Regions from separate parts of the Canis lupus genome. Here region 2 is linked to region 1. The links are chromatin contacts, called in public Hi-C maps. All regions are on one chromosome and are shown on one strand. The core of a region is the stretch at or near the end of the contact, and the rest is flanking DNA. Distances in the headings are between cores, read along the strand shown.

Region 1 (7,139 bases), core at 2,553-5,052:
CCTCTTATTTTATATTATTATTTTTTAGATGGGGGTTATTATTATTATGATCATTTATTATTTTTAGACCTAACATCTGAGCAGTTCACTCACTGAATACATAAGGAAATGCAAAAAAGTGAGAAGCATGCTAAACATACAAACCCCCTGGTTATTGTTATCTGAAGTAGCAAAAATGAAAGGAAGTGCTAGGTCAGGCCTTGCTGCTGGCCCACACTCAGATTTGGGTCAGCCTGAGCTTAGGCCACTGGTCCCAAAGCCACCCACTCCCTTTCAGGGAAAAAGTAAGGAGGGGCAATGGAAAGTGCTTCTAAGGCCTCTGGTCACCATGCAGGCAGTCAGTGTGGGGGTAAAGCTAAAGCAAGAAACTAGTGACTCCAGGAGGAGATAGTGTGAAGGAGTTGTTGATTTTCTAGATCGGTATCAGCTTCCTGAAGAGCCTTTATTAAAATGGATTGTGAGAGTAACTAATCTGGGGGGTGTGTCTTTGGTTTTGAGTCCTTCAGAGTGGAAGAGTGGGTATGGATTGACATGGGACCCATGGCTGACTATGGAACAATCACTGACGGCTCCGAGTGATCCGGACACATAGGAGTTATTCCCAAAGGAAGAGACGGCCTCATGGACTGGATAAAAGTCATTGTGAGATTTCTTTACCCTGAGAAGGAGGACAAGACTATTGGTTTTGGATTAAAAGGAGTGGCCTCCCCAGAAGATGGCTCTGCTTACAGAACACTCTCTGACCCCCGTAGGCCACTTCAGATAATCCACTATGTTAGGATTCAGATCAATTCAATATGAATGAGGGGAGAGAACCCCTAATCGGGACAGGTGGCCTCACTCCCTACAAACCCTCACCTGGCACTTGGAGGCAAAGGCTCAGGTATGGCTGTTTCTACTCACCAGCCCCCAATCTCATTTGAAAAAACATTGACTGCTGTGTCCGAGAGTCACATCTCACATGTAGGGAATCTAACATTCATTATAATTTTGCACAAAGTTTTTTGTTGTTGTTGTTTTGTTAAATATCCTTCTTTAAAAATTCCAGTCTAGGGATCCCTGGGTGGCACAGTGGTTTAGCGCCTGCCTTTGGCCCAGGGCGCGATCCTGGAGACCCAGGATCGAATCCCACGTCGGGCTCCTGGTGCATGGAGCCTGCTTCTCCCTCTGCCTATGTCTCTTCCTCTCTCTCTCTTTCTCTGTGTGACTATCATAAATAAATAAATAAATAAATAAATAAATAAATAAATAAATAAATAAATAAAAATAAAAATAAAAATAAAAATAAAAATAAAAATAAAAATAAAAATAAAAATTCCAGTCTAGGAAAAGTCCAAGTAACTCTCAAATTCCACCCGTTATAATGTTCAAGAATGGCACTTACCTCTGCTGATGGAGTAGGAGACAAAGTCCTTGGAGACTAGAAGAATAAAAGAGAATTGAAAGTCACAGCGCTTCCTGATTCATTATCAGTTTAATTATTTATCAGAATCACCTGGAAACAGTGTGCCACATACACATGCGCGCTGCCCTTGCCCATCCCTGTCTTCTGATTCAGTAAGCTGAGAGTGGGGCTCAGACAGGAACACAACTATACTCCTGGGAGACCGGCGTATGTCCCTGCCTGAGAACCGTGAGTTTTGATAAATACGTTGTTATACTTTAGATGCTTAAGTTAGACAAATTGGAACTATTTTTTCATCTGTGCTCAAGCTATGCTCGGTTTACTACTATGAGTCACAGTGTCTACCCAAACACAGAGTTTTGTAAACATGGTTGTTGACTAAATTATAATCACAGCAATCACATAAAATCGCCTGTTGACTGACATAGGCCGGTGATGACCAGGTCTGTGGCATCCCGCCCTGGTGGCTTGCCAACAACACTACCATTCACCTTCTGGCTCTCGTCCTTCCAGGCACAAAGGCTTCCTCAGGGGGCAATGAACAGATCAAACCCTCTCTCACCACAGGGCCTTTGCATTTGCTGTGCTCTCTGCCCACAGTGCTTTTCACTCAGACACCTGCTGGGCTTCCTCATCTTCCTCAGTGAGCTCTCTACCCAGGTATCACACCTGTGCCTTCTGTGAGCCTCCTATTTGAAGGGGCAACCCAGCCCCACATGCTTTCTCCTTCTTCTGCTTCATTTTTACTCTAGTGCTATACCAGGGAAAAGTGCATCATATATCTTTTTATTGTCTCTCTCCCACCTTCCACTGTAAGCTCCGTGAGGGCAAGAACTCTGCTCCTTTACAACTAAGTAGTCCCAGCTTCTGGCACAGCTTACGTGCTCAAAAAATATTTCCTAAATGAATGAATGAAATGTTTGCAATTAAAATGCAAAAAGCATTAAAATAGAAATGAAATGCAAAATGAAATGAAGAACATGGCCAGTGATGGATTTCTCAGTGTCACAGTTTGCCCTTATCCTAAGGTCACAAGAAGCCGCCGCCAGGCTCTCTGGCGGATTCCTCTCTGTGCTGTGGATTCCTCAAGCCCCATGGTCTCAGCTACAGGTATAACCTATCTCTGGGGGGTGTTGTTAGCCGGGTGAAGACAGGCTCCTTGAGGTAGGAGCCAGGCCTGAGCCTGCTGACAGCAGGCCTCTGAATCTGCCCTACTAATGCTTTAATGCTTTCTTTCTTTTTTTTAAAGATTCCATTCATTCACTCATGAGTGACACAGAGAGAGGCAGAGATACAGGCAGAGGGAGAAGCAGGCTCCCCGTGGGGAGCTGGATGTGGGACTCCATCCTGGGACCCCAGGATTATGACCTGAGCCAAAGGCAGACGCTCAACCCCTGAGCCACTTAGGTGTCCCCTACTCATGCTTTCTGAAGGCACGTATGGCTACACAGCATGTTAAGTTTATCCCTCCACTGTTTCTAAATTGGCAATCTATGGATTCTTTGGAAAAATGTTAATAAGTAAAGGGATAAATAACCAAAGGGCATGTAAAGATTTCTAAGCTGCAAGACTTGTGTGTTGGGGAAGAGATCACAAATCTGTCTGGTTTCTGATCTGAGGGATCATTTTCCCATCGAGATTCTGTGAGATTTCTCAGAGAAACCCACAGGTCATCATTCCAGGTTAGGACAGAAATGATGCCGACTATGAGAGCAGCCAGCATTTTTGTTGAGCATTTACGTGCCATGTGCTGTTCTAATCTAAGTATTTCGCTTAATCCTCACAGAAAACCTCTGGGGTAGATATTACCATCTTGAGTTAACAGATAAGGAGATTGAAATACATATTTTTTCCCAGAGTTGTATGGTTAGTAAATAGGAGTCTGACTCCAAATCCTGAAATGTTCACTTCAAAGCCCAAACTGTTGAGTGCTTGATGTTTTACTGCTCAAAACAGCCACTGGGAAAATAGACACATCAAACAGCTCATCTCCCCACCTTGTTTGTGTGACTTGAATATCAGAAAATTCTCATCCACTTGCTCCAGGACAAGGCCCTGTGCACCCTGTTCAGGAACTGTCCTTTTTCTTTTACTCCCTGTGCAACTCTCTAGGGTCCAAGGGCCACTGGACAGCCCAGGCCGGATCAACCTGCATTTGAGCAGCTGCAGATGCAGTTACATCCCTGTGACCACGAGGGGGCACTACATGAAAATGAATGTCCCTTCCTGACCAGTGGGCCGGTTCAACCCAGAGCTATGCTCTGGAATAAAACCCAAACTGAAAAATAAGTAAATAAAAGGAGGCTCTATGGAGAGCGAATTACACAGAATCACCATGGTTTTCATGGCTTTTCTTCATCTAAGACCTCCAAGCACTGTGGGGATGTTAGGTAGTTTACAGTCTGTCTTAACCTTGGATTGAACACCTAATTTCAGTCCAATACTTGGGTAACATCTCCATGACCGCACTCAAGCCAGTCCACTGAGGATTCCAGTTTTAAAAATAAAAGGGAAAAAAGTTAAGAGTGAGTTGAACAGACCGGAGTCCACGCTACCCGGGCTGGGAACTCCAAATCCTGGGAAGGGATGGGGAGGAGCCTAAGGAGCTGAGAGTCTGTGCTCCAGTCCCTGGACCATTAATGTTGGGAGAGCATAAATCAGCCCCAAGAGGACAGGTAACGACCCCCGTAGCAGCTGTCATTTGCCGAACATTTGCCATGGGTCTCTCTGCTAATTGCTTTAATAGATTAGTTTATATAGGTCAGTTTTAACAGATAGTACATGATCTAGATATTATATAGATATTAACCTTTAATAGATAGTTTATTTAATCCTCACTAACGTCCTATGAGGTACATTTTGTCATCCTGTTTTTCAGATGAAGAAACCAGGGTCAGAATGGCTGCCGCATGGCCATGGTTGTACAAGCAGCATGTGGAGTCCCAGGTGGAGCCCGGATAATTTGATTCCAGAACCCTGGCTCACATCGCTGTGCCATACTGGGGTCTTGAGCTCTCTGCTGTTTCTGTTCCTGCACATTCTATCATAAGATGCTGCAAACTGCAGGGCAGCCTGGGTGGCTCAGCGGTTTAGTGCCACCTTCAGCCCAGGGTGTGATCCTGGAGTCCTGGGATCGAGTCCCACATGGGGCTCCCTGCAAGGAGCCTGCTTCTCCCTCTGCCTGTGTCTCTGTCTCTCTTTTTCTCTGCATTACACACTCTCATGAATAAATAAATAAAATCTTAAAAAAAAAATAAGATGCTGCAAACTGCAGGTGTCGTGATTTAGGATGTATTGTTCTCTTTCCTCATGATCCCCATGACTATACTTTGGCCTGTCCCCAGACCAAGGACCCCCCCTAACCCCCTCAAAAAGACTCTCCCTCTCTTACACCCTCTGTCCCCCCTCACAGAATCTCCCCTGAGAGCTCTGACTTCCTTCCCAGTCTATCTGCTCTGCTATCCCAGTCTGGTACTAGCGCTCATTCATCCTTTCCTGTTGTTTCCTCTGGCTGGTCTGTCCTTCGGCCTCTCTGTAACCTCCTGACGCCAGGGGGATGGTGTGATAGGCTTCTGAGTACCTTGAAACACCTGGTACAGAGACCTGCAAAGAGCAGGCAATCAAAGGGACCCTGTGACTTATTTTGATTCCCCTCAGTCGTCCTCATACACATGACAAAAGCAAAGCTGTTATATAACTCACAGCTTCTAGAATTTATTACCTCTCCCAGGCTCTGCCTCTCCTGTTTGTCATCATAGCCCGAAGTGTAGAAAGGCTCATAGGTAATAAGATCCGGACGTTCAATATCATAAATTGCCTTGACCTTGGGAATGGCTGCTAAATCCTTATAATCCAGGATTTCATTGTCCACTTTTGCCTGGCAAAGTTAAACAGAAAGCAAAATTACTCTTGGTCTCATTTCTTTTGGGAACTATTGTTAGTACATTTCATGTCTGGCTTGAAAGGTGAAGACCTTAAAAATAAACCCAAATCAAAACATTCTGCTTAGTTTTAAAACCAAAAACGTTTTGCTTTAGAAAGTTGCCTATTTATTATCATGGTTTTAAAAAAAATAGTCATCAAAATCTTAGGAAAAAGTCTGTGTAGAATAAACTAAGTAGAAAAGCCTATAAACCTTCAAGATAATTTCCCCAAATGTATTACAGAGATGGAGAAGCTCAAACAGATGGTCAAAAAATTTTCCCAGATGGCTAAAAACAAGAACTGCATATTTGATAAACCAAATATTTAAATATCTTTGTGGCATAATTTAAAAATACTCAGTATCAGCATTATGAAATGTATAATTAATCCCCAAGTATGTATATCCAAGTTGGCTGTGGCAATTTTTAAAGTCCTGCACGGTATTACTGCACTTTATGGGTCATTGATGTTGCTGGTCACATTTGTATATAAATTTAATTACCCGAAGGAAAACATGATTGAGAGGGTTGACCTTCAAAAATGAAAACTGGAGCTCATAACATAAATAGAAGTTGTTTCAAATTATTCTATTTTGGATTACCCACTCCACTAATACAATCTGCTGCTTTACCTGTCCCGAAAGGGTCTTCTCCAAGTGTAAATACTTACATAGATAGTATGACCTGGGGAGCCCGGGATACTGGAGCCTGGTCTAGAATAAATGCTTTCAGAGGAAGTCCTGGTAGGCTGTAAAATAAACAGTGTGTTGTAAGGCTTCAGACCGTGGCTTCAGAATCAAGACTGGCCTGAGTCCCTAGCATTTATTAAAAACTAAGCTGGTTAAAGAAAGATTTGTGACTTTCCTGAATAAGGAAAAATATAACCTAGAGAGAAAGGCAAAGGAGAACCAGCTGTGCAACCAGCCTTGAAAATGCATTTGGGGACTTTTGTTTTTACTCTCTCTTCCTCCTCCCTTCTATGACCTTCTGGCTCTGCCTTCGTGCACATTTCCCTCCACCCAGCCCCAGGCTCGAACTCTGCTCATCTGGACTATTGCAATGATCTTGCCTGAGGGTGTCCTGCATCCATTCTTGCCCTCTTCAAATCCACTTGGTACCCAGTGGCCAGAGAGATCTTTCTTTTCTTTTTAAAGATTTAATCAATTTATTTGAGAGAGAGAGTGCGCACAAGTGTGGGGAGGAACAGAGAGAGGATAAGCAGATGCCACGCTGAGTGTGGAGCCCAACATGGGGCTCGATCGCACAACCCTGAGATAATGACCTGAGCTGAAATCCAGAGTCATACACCTAACCACTGAGCCACCCAGGCGCCCCCTGCAGAGATCTTTTAGGAACAGAATTTGGTCACTACTTTTGGCTTCAGCAACCACTTAAAATCACAACTCCCAGCACCTCAGGGTTTTGATCCTGCTTTCCTCTCCTCCTCCTCACTTACTTCACACCATCACTCATGGAACATGGTACATGTCCCTGCTTCAGGGTTCTTCTATTCCTCGCTGTTCCCTCTGCCTGAAATGCTCTGATCCCTAATTTTACTTGGTTGATTTTTTTCCCTTCTTCAGTCTTGGCTTTAAACATCACCTCCTCAAGGAAGCTCTCCCTGATCTTTCAATCCAGAAGGGTTACCCTTATTTTCTCTTAGTATCTCTCTTAGTTTTCCTTTAGGAATAAAATTTATAATTCCATATGAATTGGGGTGTTTTTGTTTGCATCCTATCTCCATCATTAACTTCAGTTACCATCCCTACCCTCACAGGAATTTTTTTTTTTAAACCACTGTGTATGCCTGT
Region 2 (7,139 bases), core at 2,064-4,563, 60 kb after region 1:
AAAGAGAATCTTGTTGCTGAAAACAAATTTGAAAGCTAGCTAATGATAAATCATGCTACAATTTGAGTGTATGCTACATGCCAGTTTACAGAAAAACCTCTCCAGGAGAAAGAACTGCTGACTCTGAGCCCTTAGACCTAAGACGTGAGAATTACAGAGCTCAGGTCCCAAGAGCCAAAGAAACTTGAAGTCAAGAAGTCCAAGGCCTGGATTCACATATATATTTTTAATGCCTGCACTGAAAAATTAAGGCTCAAAGAAGTTGAGAGACTGGCCTGAGGTCCCACAGCTGGGAATTCCAGAGCCAAGAGTAGGTCCCTGATTCCCTCTCACGTGGAGCCCTTTTCATGAAAACACATGAAGACACTCCTCCCCAGCCCATCAAGCCAAAGCTTCCTTGGGCATCTGGAGACATCTCAGGTGAAAGCACCCAGAGAGGAGGCTATAGGGCACCCCTGATGCTTAGTGAGGGTCACTGGATGACACTTGTATAAGTCCCCAGCTTTACCAGAGTACATGTGAAGGGTGGCCCAAAGGATATATCTGCAAAAATTCTCTGGAACCTGTGAATGTTTGGAAAAAGGGTCCTTGCAGGTGAATAATTAAGCTAAGGATCTTGAGATAGATCATCCTGGATTATCTGGGTGAGCCCTAAAATCCAATGACAAGTGTCCTTCTAAGAGCAAAGCAGAAGGAGGGGTGACACAGAGAGAAGACACAGAAGGAAGGTCATGTAAACATGAGGGTAGAGATCAGGGTCACGTAGCGAGAGGCCACCATAACCTGGAAGGGGCAAGGGAGATTCCCCTTGAGAGCCCCTGGAGGGAGTGTGGCCCTGCTCACACCTCGGGTTTGGACTTCTGGCCTCTAGAACTGTGAGAGGATAAGTTTCTGTGGTGTTAAAGCTCCCGCTGTTAGAGCAGGTACAGGAAACTGTACAATCTCTATGGATAAAATCAATCAGAAAAAACAACAGTAACAGAAAAATAAGGATCACAGAATGGAGAAGCAAAATGTGGTATATCCGTATAACGGACCATTTTTCAGTCTTGAAGGAAATTCTGGAACATGCTACAACATGGATGAACCTCGAGGACATTATGCAAAGTAAAATAGCCAGTCACACACACACATAAATACTACATGATTCTACCTATATGAGGTGCCAAAGTAGTCAAATTCATAAAGACAGAGAATAGGATGGTTGATGTCGAGGTCTGAGGGGGAGAGGGGGATGGGGATTTACTGTTTAGTAAGTATATAGTGTTTCCATTTTACAAGACGTAAAGCGTCATGGAGATGGATGGTGGTGATGGTTGCACAACAGTATGGATATATTTAATACCAATGAACTGTACACTTAAAGATGATTAAGATGGTAAATTTCATGTTATGTGCATTTGACCACATATTTTAAATAGAAGGGGGAAAAAAATCCCAAAAGGCAAGGATCACAGCCTTTATAAATTACAATCATAATGTTTCAATGATAGGGTCTGAGAATGAAGTCATGGGAGGAGGGCAGTCTTGAGATCCATCCTGTTTTATATTGGTACCCAAGCCAAGCTGACTCAGAAAGGGTCACGTGTCAGTGTGCTACACAGGCAGGACATTTTTCTAGATCACACCCTTCTGGGGAGGTCGGCATGCCTGCTGGGTGGGTCTTGACTCTACTATGAGGCCCCAGGCGCTGTGTGGAAAGCTTCCATGGACTTCCACCTTACAGACAGATGGCCCTCGCTGAAATTGGAAGCCAGTCTGGTGAGAAGCTCCTGCAGCTACAGTGAACACCCCCTTCAGGGGGAGGGAACGGGAATAAGCAGATGTTTCTTCAAAGTGCCATGTTCTTGGACCTAGTGTATTTTTCTCAATCCTTCTCATGGTGGCTGAACTAAATCTGAAGTAATCTACAGCAGCCCCCTGCCTACCTACCTCCCCAACTCTTTTTGGGGAACATTTCCATACGTGGACTGAGACAGCTGTTTTGGCCCGCATCTACTGTAAACGTGGCTGGCTCAAATCTGAGGACTACGCTCGGTGTCTTCCCACTGTTTTTCCTACAGCCAAACATCTGGGAGATGGTTCTGATATTTTATTACTGTTTTAAAATGCAATTTCCCGATTGCTCCCAACTCAATGGGTTTATTTCTGTCTTACACAGATCAAATTTGGGACTCCAAAGGAAATGCTATGGGGCCCTACTCAGAGCTCTGGAGAAGGATGAGAGATGTTCAGGGGACAAGTGGTTGGGGGCACCTACCACTGCACTTTGAGTCTTGGGATCTGACCACCTGGACTTCATGCTGGACTCTGGATAGCACACAACCATCTTCTCCAATAGCTTTCCTACAGAGGTGCTTCACCGAGGGCCAAAAACCCAGCATTTGACCACACTTGGGCCAACTATTAAAACCACTGGAAAGACCATGAAAACTTCTCCTCCCACCCAACTATGTGTGGAGGGTGGGTCTCCCTTGCATCAGTACTTTCAAAGTTCTATGCACTGAGTTCTGCAGTCGTCTCCTGTCTCTACCCTCACCCCCTTTCCAAACATTTTTTTTTTTAATTTGAGGTAAAATTCACATGCCATAAAATTGACCATTTAAATGTGAATAACCCTGTGGCATCTAGGATAGTCACAATGTTGTGCATTTATTACCTCTATCTTGTTCTAAAACATGTCATCACTCCAGCTGGGTCTCAATGGTTATTCTTATCCCACCCCCTACCCCCCAACACCCAGGCAACCACCAGTCTGCTTTCTGTCTCTATGGGTTTATCTCTTCTGGATATTTCATCTAAATGGAAGCAAACCATATGTACCTGAGCTGAAACCAAGAGTCAGATGCTTAATGACTGAGCCACTCAGGTCCCCCGTGCATTCCTGACACAGCAGTGTGATCCAGTCACATTCAGCTCCAACTGCAATCACTTCAATGGCTTCCCACCATTCTTAGGATAAAGACCAAAGTCCTGACTATGACTCTCGAAGTCCTCATGCTCTGAGCCCTCCCCACTCCCTTAGCATCATCTCTCACACCTGCCCTCCTGTCCATCTGACTTTTTTTGTTTGTGCTGTGCTTGTCCTCACTTCTGGGCCTCTGTGGGGGCTGCTCCTTTTTGGAACCGCCTTCCCCTGGGTAAAAGACAACTGCCTGAAACAGTCACTTCCTTATCTCCCAAATCTAATTAGCTACACTAGGTCCTAGCACAGAGCCAACACTGGCCCTTCTGTGTTTCCTGGAAAGAAAGGCACCCCAGAGCTTGCCGTGGGATTAGGAAAGCTATGCTAGACCTCACTGCATAACCCCACAGACGCTGCCCATAGACACAGGGGGGCCTCTCAGATTTATGTGCAGTGTCTCTGAAACACACCCTGCTGGGAGGTTTGAATATGGTTATGTGGATTTGGTGCCCCGTCTGTCAAAGCTGTAGGACCAGTTGGTCGCCTTCCCAGCTGCTAGGCATCCTGACTTACCTCTGCCCAGAACACATTCTCCACCCTGAAACATGGGACAGATATGAGGTAATCTCTTTTGTTTAAAATTTTTTGTTGTTTTTGTTAAATCAGATCTTGTTAACTAATGCCCCACAGGCCAGGGAGAAGTGGGGCAGTGACTCCCTCTGAACTCTGGCCCCTAAATCCACAGTTTGGGCTCTGGTCCAAGAGGGGGCTCTGCTCAGCCCAGAGGCAGCAGTTGGTGGGGGTGAGGTGCGGGGGTGAGGCACTGCTGAGAAAGCAGGAACCAGGCTCTGTGGCTTGAGACATTCACACCTGAACCTGACAGGTTTGAGCTCAGCCCAAGCCACAGGGCGTTCTGGGTCACACAGGATGTGGTTTTTTTAAGGGTGGGGAAGTGTATGCCTTCACCTTTCACCCACCCTTCCTTTGCTTCAGTACTTTGCCCCTGCTCCGAGTCTGTAGACTCTCACAAGCACACACATACATGCAAGAGCGCACATGCACACGCACAGACACCTGCTCCCACACAGGTACATGTGCATGCGTGTACAGGTCACACACTGATGCACAGACACACACACAGGCACACATTGGCTCTAATACGCTCTCCGTTTCCTATTTTCTGACTTCTAAAACTAAAAGTAGTCTCATAAAACCCTTCCTTCTCCATAATTCCTCCTAGTCCCTCTATCACTTTTGATAAACTCCCCATCATTCCAATGTCGCATGAACATTTAGTAGAAACTGCCTGTGAAGACAATCCGACGCGTAAAATCTCGACAAATACTTTCTTTCCTCCAGAGGTGAAGATGAAAAAAAAAAAAAAATGGAACAAGAGCCTCTTTTGTGTTTTTGAAGAGTCTGAGGAAAATGATGGTAGCTTTAACGGGAGCCTGGCTGTCACTTACCTCCAGGACTTTCCCTGTGATAAACTGGTGACAGGCTTCGCATTTCACCCCAAAGAGCCCCTGGTAGTCCTTTTCACAGTACGGAGCGCCATCCCTGCAACACAGAAGGGTGTTCAGCTCCTGAGAGGGGGTCAAGGGGGCAGGGAAGACACCAGGACCATAATTCTCTGAGCCCTTCTCCACGGAATGGTAGCAGACCATATTTCTCCCCCACCCAGCCTTCACAGGCCTGGAGATCTGGTCAGACATGATCCCAATGCAGGAAACCAGACGATGTGGACGGAGGGCTGTTTCTCTGGGCTATGCAGAAATTACAGCCGAATCACCATACGATTAGCACTGCTGCTTCCCTGTTGTCTCAGAACTAACTAGCAAAAGTGCTGGCACCATTCCCCTTCCTCACCAGGCCAGATGGGCGTCAGATGTGGTGTCAGGGTTCACCCTCCTCTGAGGAGGCCCCAGGGCCACCTTCCCCTCATCGCCTCCTTGAGCTCACATGCCAGCACCTCCCGGCAGCGCTGAGACGCCATGTCTTCAGCCCTCAGGAGGCCCGAGGGGTGCAGGGCCGTCTCATCCAGCCTCTCAAGACCTCCTTAATTTACCTCAGAGCACAGTAAAAATGTTTTCTATGTGTGCCATTAAGTGGAAAAGTCAAAAAAGCACCACTGTACACAGCCTTCCGGGTTACTTTAAGAGCTGAGCATTTCCTCCCTCCTTCTTACTTTAGTTGTGCATCAAGAAATCACCTGTGATGTGTCTTCCTTCTGATATAGGTGTTTTGGCTTCTCCCTGACATGCCGACCTAGATTTCTAGGGGATGGGGCCCATGCTATTTTTTTTGTTTCACTCTATTCTTAAATTATTATTAAATTCACTTTATTTTTTTTTTTTTGAGTAGCTAATATAGCATAGAAAGTTTTATAGGGGAAAATTTTCCCTCATTGCCACTGTACCCCCATATTCATTCCTTTTTTTCTTTAAAGGTAACCACTGTAACTACTTTCTTTAAGCTACATTAAAAAAAAAAAAAAAAAAAAACCGGAACAATACAACACTCCACTTTGGATATTATCCACACAAGCATCTGATTCTAATATGAGCCCCCTCCCTGGGTGGGTGTTTTTTGTACATTGGTCCTCATGGGCTCAGGGTTTAGACCCTATGTGGTTTTTTAGGGTGGGGGAGTGTCTACAAATACATTCAAGTCCCCTTCCCGAGAGCAGGGCCCACTGGACCCCTGGGCCTTGCCTCCAGCCTTACTTGCTGATGTACTCTCCGGTGAGAACCTTCCCACAGGACTTGCATTTAAAGCACCCCAAGTGCCACTGCTTTTCCAGGGCCAGCAGGGCCTGCCCATTCTTGATATCTCTTCCACAGCCAGCACAATCTAGAAAAGAGCAGAGGCCAGCAGTTACCCCACATTTGTTTTGCTAAATCCAAGCATGCAGGTCCCAGTGTGCGCCCATCCCACACTCAACAAATATCTACTTAAGCACCGTGTCATTCCACTCTCCCTCCCTGCGCCAAGTCTTTCGTATCCTCACACAGCATGGAAACGTCGTGAACCTCAGTGGATCCAAGGGCATGGATGTCCTTCATCCGTTTATTTCCTTGGGGGTTAAATACCCTCTGAGCTCCAGCTGGCCCAGAGAATATTTAATTACGTTGTCTTGGCTGGGATTTCCAGAAAGCTCTCATATGCCTTTATTAATTGAGGGCACGTGTGAGTCGCTAAGTACCTCATGCTGGATGCCTCACTTAACAATATAGATGTGATTCCTGGAAAGCTGCCTATGAATCTCATTTTACTACACAGGACTCTACCTCCTTATCATCCTAAACCAGACTTCTGAAGAGTTGTGACCATCAGTTTAATAGCCCTTAATCCCTTAGCTTTAAATCCTCCATGGCAGCCTCCTGTGACATAGACAAAGGACACAGGGCTGGCTTCTTTGAGGTAAAGGGAGTGGGCTCAACAACTTGTTGGCCCGTCATGTGACCCAGGTCCCGTCTCCCCCTCTTTGAAGCCTTGGTTTCCTCACATGGAAGCTGGGAAGTTCTTAGTGACTGTCTCAAGCCTCCAAAGAGGATTCAATGAAATAATGGTTATTAGCACTGGGGCCGGCACATGGGAAGCAGCCCTATAAATGTTTCCTATTATAACTGTCACTATTATGATTACTAAATACTCCATTGTTAGGGAAGTTAAATATTTAAAAGAACTCAGAAGAATGTAAATTGATGCAACCTTTTTGAAAGCAACATAAACTTCCACAGACATTTAAAATCAATGTGGCTGAGCAAATGAAACACAGCATCGCCGGGAGGTTGGCCATCATGTCCCCTGTTGATTGTAAGAAACACTCATGGAATAAAGCAATGCCGGGACGGGGCCACTGGCTGTGCAAAATGATGAAACACCTCCCCCTTCCGACTGCATGTGTGACTGCTGCTCCTTTACCAGTGACAGTCCTAGACCAAAAAATTTTTTTTAAGGCTATTTATTCATGAGACACACAGAGAGAGGCAGAGACATAGGGAGAGGGAGAAGCAGGCTCCTCAGGGGGATCCTGATGTAGGACTTGGTCCTCAGGACCCAGGATTATGCCCAGAGCCAAAGGCAGACGCTCAATCACTGAGCCACCCAGGCATCCCTAGCTCGACTTTAACTCTCTCTCCTCCTGGAAAAACTGAGATGCCCAATCACTGACCTGCTCCTGCATCTTGACAGTACCTAGTCCATAACTGCTCCTGCTGCCTTGACTCCT

The links. A called contact is a pair of places that touch in the nucleus more often than the background predicts.
Region 2: a Hi-C map of blood shows a contact between it and region 1, with 2.9 times the contacts expected there. The contact joins two enhancer-like sites. A contact is called at or near these places in 4 of 9 Hi-C or Micro-C datasets (amygdala, blood and liver).

Annotation. Positions count from the first base shown.
Region 1 is chr28:25,585,614-25,592,752 of UU_Cfam_GSD_1.0, forward strand. ABLIM1 (actin-binding LIM protein 1) reads right to left here. Exons shown (of 26, transcript XM_038578864.1): 11 at 5,999-6,076; 12 at 5,127-5,282; 13 at 1,385-1,420. Among named protein-coding and RNA genes, the nearest start is that of AFAP1L2, 97 kb to the left of the region's middle. Within about 2 kb of position 3,803, at least 6 of the 20 cell types and tissues checked have an H3K27ac peak or open chromatin away from gene starts, as enhancers often do. A contact at or near this core is called in blood, where this site is marked.
Region 2 is chr28:25,646,053-25,653,191 of UU_Cfam_GSD_1.0, forward strand. It overlaps ABLIM1 (actin-binding LIM protein 1), which reads right to left. Exons shown (of 26, transcript XM_038578864.1): 6 at 5,632-5,758; 7 at 4,372-4,465. Among named protein-coding and RNA genes, the nearest start is that of AFAP1L2, 160 kb to the left of the region's middle. Within about 2 kb of position 3,314, at least 8 of the 20 cell types and tissues checked have an H3K27ac peak or open chromatin away from gene starts, as enhancers often do. A contact at or near this core is called in blood, where this site is marked.